Regions from separate parts of the Hordeum vulgare genome. Here region 1 is linked to region 2. Evidence: chromatin contacts called from public Hi-C data. All regions are on one chromosome and are shown on one strand. The core of a region is the stretch at or near the end of the contact, and the rest is flanking DNA. Distances in the headings are between cores, read along the strand shown.

Region 1 (3,029 bases), core at 15-2,514, 390 kb after region 2:
GACTGACCCCCTAAATTTGTTAAGTTATGAGAAAATCTCAGAAAATCAGGAAAATCTTATTCGTACACGAATTAGGAGCTTACCTTATGGAAAACACTTAAAATCATCCGGCTGGTTTTCTAGCCAATCAACCGCGTTAGACGAGTGCCATGTGTCCACCCAAGACCACGCATCGCCCTTATCCTCACGACATTGACTCGTCTTCTTCGCATACCAAACGGAGCCAGATCCCCAACTCCTTCATCTCCTACTCAAGTGTTCGCCATGACCCTCGTTGAGGATGGTAGCGCCCAGCGGTTCCTGTACGACCAGCGACAACCTCGATCACCTGCATCGGCCTTCACCATTTATGCAGCTTGTCTTTTCCGGTCGATGTTGCAGGTCCTCGTCGACGACGCGGGGAGGGAATAGCGTCTGTCGCACGAGGATGTTGCTGAGCTCGCCGGTGTGGCGGAGTTGCAGGTCCTCGACGCTGCAGCCGGCGGCGTAGTCGAGGCAGCGCTTGAGGTCGGGTTGCGCGAGCTGGCCCACGTGGAAGGCGAGCGAGAAGACGTCGACCCGACGCCGGCCGCGAGGAAGAAATTTTTTCTGCAACATCATCTGTGTTGCAAGTTTTTTTTGCACGAATGTCTTGTTGCAGGAATAAGACACAACAATATCTATGACGAAGAAAAAATATTATGCAACCTAACCTATGTTGCAAAAGTTTTTTACAACATGACCTTTGTTGCAAAAAATATCTTCCGCACCAGTATCGATGTTGCAAAAAACGAAGGGAAAAAAATTCTGCAACAAAGCAATTGTTTCTGAAACTCGACCGTTGTTTCGGGATTTAATGGATCCAAAGTTTATTTTTTGCAACAAAGCGATTGTTTCTGCAACTCGATCATCATTTCAGGAATTAAATCAGGAGCGGATCGGACGGCTATGGGCGAGATCGAACCGCTGTGGAGGTGATGGATTTTTAGTAAATATCCACCGGTGAATTGATAGCAGCCCCCTTACCTTATTCAATCTTACTCGTACACGAATTAGGAGCTTACCTTATTCAATCTTTATTCGCACACGAATTAGGAGGTTACCTTATTCCGTCGTTTAATTACGACTCTTCTTTTTTATTCAACCGCCATAATAAAACTTGTAACCAAATCAGCCCCTCTTCCTTCATTCATTCCTTTACAGCCATGGCGATGTGGACCGCGGATGGTCGAGATGCCATCTAAACAACGGCCCGAGGAGCCCTATATAACAGCGGAAGCGGACAGTCGATTACTCCAGTCCACCTCCGTTCTCTGTTTCAGTGTCTGTCTTGTCCCTCTCCCCGATCTCGACTCCTCCAGGCCCCCTCCTCGTGCACTCCGCCGCCGCCAGATCGAGGCACGCTCTCTCTTCCCCACCCTACCTCCTTTGTCACCTGCAGAGTCGAATCGAATTGAGTCCTCCCCCCCCATTCACCCCCGTCGTCGAGGAATCGCGTGCGATGCGACGGCTCTTCGCTCGATTCCGTGGCGCGCTTGCGTTGCGTCTGAGGTGGCTGACGTCGGGTTGCTTGTTCTGATTTTGCAGGTCGGAGCTGGACTTTGGAGCGGCCATGGGTTCGGACCCCAGAGGTATTGTTTCATAGTACCAGCTTTTTAGAAGGCAATCAGCTGCTCGCTGTTAGTATATTTCAGAGTTCAGACTCAGTTTTTCTGTAACTACTACTACAGAAGCGATCTGCACCGAAAGGATTGTGGGTCTGGCTCGGTTCAGCTAAACATTGATCTAACGTGTCGATAGGCACCAATTGGCAGTCTTTTGTTCCAATTTTTATTTATATATACCTGCCAGTCATATTGGTTTTTGTTTTCTTTCTCGATCCTTGGCATATTTTAATTATGCTGTGCGTTTGCCAGTATATAACATAGCTGATAGGCTTAGCAACATCACCACGGTGATAATGCCCATCATTGACTATAGGCTACTTTCCTTTTCCTCTTCTAGATCAGCTTAGTCATCTTTTGTTTTTTCCCAAATGATAAGTGCCACACGTGCGGCACCAAGTAACACCACCTTGATGTTTTTACAACTGAAATTGCCATCCTATAAAAACAAATCACAAAAAAAAATTGAAGCTTGTCATCCAAGAAAGTTGCCATGCTTCACAACTAAAGTTGCCATACTCGTAACTAAACTTGCCACGAAACAATTGATTCCAACCGCAAAAAAGAAAATAGAAGGGGAAACGGTTGATTCTCTACCAGCGTGACACCATTACAGACAACAGATTCTTGTATTTTGTTTGGGGCCTTTCGCAAACTTGTACAAATAAAAAAAAATTGAGGGAGCATCAGATAAAGAGAAATCTGCATTCGCCAGATGGCTTCCCTGATCTTCTTTGTTTAATCATGCATTCAGAAGTTTCAGAGTATAATCATGCTCTGTGTAGTTAGCAATTGCAGCGGAGCCTGCTAGATGGTTTTGCGGTATGCTGCAATTAATAACTTTTCCTTTTATATTACTGACAGATGTATGTGTTGTTGGGATTGCACGCACCCCTATGGGTAGTTTCCTTGGTGGTTTGTCTTCCTTGCCTGCTACGAAACTTGGCTCTATAGCAATTGAAGGTGATATCAATACTTTCTCTCTGTGTATCCCAGATGGTATATTTTGTTTGGTTTGGTAATAACATTGTAATATTAAAATAATTACTGGGGTGATCAGCTGCTCTGAGAAGGGCAAATGTCGATCCATCCCTTGTGCAGGAGGTCTTCTTTGGCAATGTCTTGAGTGCTAACTTGGGGCAAGCTCCTGCAAGACAAGCTGCTTTAGGTGCAGGGATACCAAATACGGTTGTTTGCACCACAGTCAACAAAGTTTGTGCATCTGGCATGAAAGGTCTGAATTCATGTGACCATGCTTGTATAATCTGTGTATTCAGTTTCCTGAAGTGAACCATTTTTTTCTGACCATGATCCGTTTTCTTTCCTTCCTATGCAGCGACCATGTTTGCTGCGCAATCAATTCAACTGGGAATCAATGACATTGTT
Region 2 (3,065 bases), core at 416-2,915:
CTCCTCGACATGGAGGGCAATAGATCTGACTCCGACCAATCTGGATCCATCAACTGGGGGGTCATCCCCTACGGAGTGGAGGAGGCAATGGCGGTTCGCATTGCACTCTGCCGCTCCCGCGAGGACAAGCCCGGTCGATGGCAGGATCTGTCCGCCGTGACTCCATAGCGTCCGTTGAACGGATGCTCGGTTCCTTTGGGGCGGGATCATCATGTTCCCAGTGTGCGGATCCATCGACCGGTCCGGCGACCTTCGAGTCCCATCGGGAACGGGCTGTCCGCCGTGGGAAGGAGAGGATAAGGGTTGTTGAGGCATGTCTCGTGGAGGAAATTACGAAGGCGGAGGCGGCTCATGCAGCGGTGCAGGCGGCCGCACAGGAGGAAGTCATCCGCACCCGCATTTTGAAGAAACGACAGCGGAGGAACACGCGCGCTCTTGCACGCAAGCATAATCGGGCAATCTGTTAAATGGCCGGACTACCATAGAAGGAGGTGGACGAGGTGTGCGACGGCGAGGACACCTCCAGTGACGAGAAGATCCGGCTCGATGCCTACTGCTTCTTCGACCGGTACTTCCACAAGTAGGACGACAAGGGCTTCGGAAAAGGAAAGGACGGACGTGGCTGATGTCCACCATAGTACATGCCAAATTTTGTTAGTCCGATGACATTTCAGTAGTGATGGAGCAGCCGAATAATGTTTGAGATAGGAGATATGAGATGTCCGGTTGTAGAATGCATTCTTTAAGACGTGACCGGTCAGTGTCCGTGGACATGCCCGACGCATCCACGAACATTTGTGGGGTCGGATTTCCAAGTTACGGCTGTAGATGGTCTTAGAGCATGACAACCGGACCCCTCAAATGAGCCCTCATACGCCCGCGGACGCGTTCTGCGAGTGACCGGACACGAGAGAGAAGGAAAAAAGTGAGCCAACCGGACCCCTCATATCGTTGCTATATGCCTGGGCGCGTCGGTTAGACCGCCACATAGGACGTGACCCCAACCCGGACCCCATTTTATTTTCTTTATTCATTCTTTTCTTTTTTATTCTTCTTTTGCACCTATCATGTACAAGTGATCGGACATATGAAAAAGAAAATGAGGAGTGTGGTTGTGTGGACGAACAAATAGGAAACACGTCCATTCAGTGACCGTGCACGCAATGATCGTTTAAGGGGTCATATTTACAATGTCCGGCACTCGGGACGCAATTACACGAACCAACTGCCTTATTTCTTGCGCGCACACAGTCGCCCTTAAGTACATGTGATGATGTGACCGAGCTAGATCAAATGGCATAGTACACGTAACGTATATATACAAGCGTTTAGGTATATACAAAGACAAAACAGTCTGGTCGGGCTAGCAACGCTGCATGAGCCTGAAGACCGAGCCGAGAGCGTGTGGACGCCATCCATTTGTTCCCGACTGACTGGGTCCGGGATTTGACCGCACCGCTGGCTGGCGCTGGGCGTGGGCAACAAAACACAAGGAGGAGCCCGCCCGCCCACCAGGCACGTCCGGTCCGTGAATCGTGATACAGACAGGAGACCGACCGAGTCTACTCATCATACCCCGCCCGTCCATTCCGCGCCGGACAGCTCCGCTCGCTCGCGCTCGCGGGCTCCACCGCCAGCTCTGCCATAAATCCCCTTCTCGTCTTCTCCCACAGGAACGAGCAAACAAACAAACGCATCACCCACCCCCTCCCCTCACCACTCCACCAGCAAGGCAGCAGCAAGCACAAGCAGAGCACCGCCGCACAAGAGCCCAGCATACATACTCTTGAACCAAGGCAAGCTTCCTCTCTCCGCGGAAACAATCGGCCGATCCTTCCGCGGTTCTTGTACATGTGAAAGTGAAACTAACTGCTGAGTTTGGTTGCCATTCAGGGAGGGGGCGAGGAGGAGCTACATACATACAAGATCCGTCCATCAGAGGATGGAAGACGGGGCCGAGGGGAGGGGGGCGAGGCTCGGCGTGCTCAAGGTGATGGTGGCGCAGGGGACCAACCTCGCCATCAGGGACTTCACCTCCAGCGACCCCTACGTCGTCGTCCGCCTCGCAGACAAGGTCCATCCGCTCTTGCATCCTACGCCCTATCTGTTGCTTGACTTGGGTTCAGCACCTACCCAACAATAGATAGATAGAGTAGATGGATTCTTTCTAGTAGTGCCTTATGTTTCCTTGCCTGATTCACCTCTTCTACAGATAGATAGATAGATAGATAGTCCAAGCACGTGTTTTCCCTTGGGTCCAACGTTGAAGTTGAACATTGTTCTGGTTGGCTTCTCTGTCGGCATGTCTTACTTCACCCTGCACCCTTGTGTTAAGCCTTTCCTAGGCATAATAATTTCACTGTCTAGTAGTACCTCTGTACCATAATATATGGCGTTTTATCAATCTTATTAATTCTTAAATCCAACTGCCCGCCTAAAGTGAAACATTTTGTCAAAAGTACTATGGTCAATAATGGGGTTTACGACTTAAGTCCCCTTCTTTTTTATCAGCCCATTCAACTTTCGGTGGTTTTTCAGACATCGTACGTTGCCAAATCCACTCGCGCATTTGTTAATCATGTGATAATGACGACATTCACGCGCATGTTTGTCTGTCTTCGTGGGTGCCACCTTTGATTGGACCGAATTTTCTTCATCCTTTATCAATGCCAATGCTCACTTGTTTTCTCCCTTTTTCTCCAAAGCGTTTTTTTCCTTTTACCAAATTCATTCGTTTTGACCACATGCCCGCATTTCTAATTTTCTAGGAAAAAGTGTGCTTCAAAAGCAAGAGTGTGAGATTATGATGAGAAAACCCTAAACTCCTGACACTGAATACTCAATGATGTCAGCAAACAAGAAAAGTTCTCAACTTGCATGAGGCTAATTGAATGGTTTTATCTAGGTGCTGCTGCCGGTTATATATAAAAACTGAGAGCTCTCGGTTGCCACTCAATAGTGCTATTAATGTTACAAGAATATCTCACTTTGACCTACTCTAGTGATTTGGTTTGGTACATGCATGTGAAATCTATCAAGCAAGTGTGCATTTCTTTATGGGTGGA

Evidence for each region. Hi-C and Micro-C count contacts between places; a contact is called where the count stands out from the background.
Region 1: a Hi-C map of seedling shows a contact between it and region 2, with 2.6 times the contacts expected there. The contact joins the promoter of LOC123395371 here to the promoter of LOC123396022 in region 2. A contact is called at or near these places in 2 of 6 Hi-C or Micro-C datasets (leaf and seedling).

Annotation. Positions count from the first base shown.
Region 1 is chr5H:365,004,567-365,007,595 of MorexV3_pseudomolecules_assembly, forward strand. LOC123395371 (acetyl-CoA acetyltransferase, cytosolic 1-like) reads left to right here and starts at 1,265. Exons shown (of 14, transcript XM_045090363.1): 1 at 1,265-1,377; 2 at 1,567-1,610; 3 at 2,508-2,606; 4 at 2,704-2,877; 5 at 2,980-3,029. The coding sequence starts at 1,592.
Region 2 is chr5H:364,616,450-364,619,514 of MorexV3_pseudomolecules_assembly, forward strand. LOC123396022 (protein C2-DOMAIN ABA-RELATED 11) reads left to right here and starts at 1,666. Exons shown (of 4, transcript XM_045091052.1): 1 at 1,666-1,796; 2 at 1,894-2,074. The coding sequence starts at 1,943.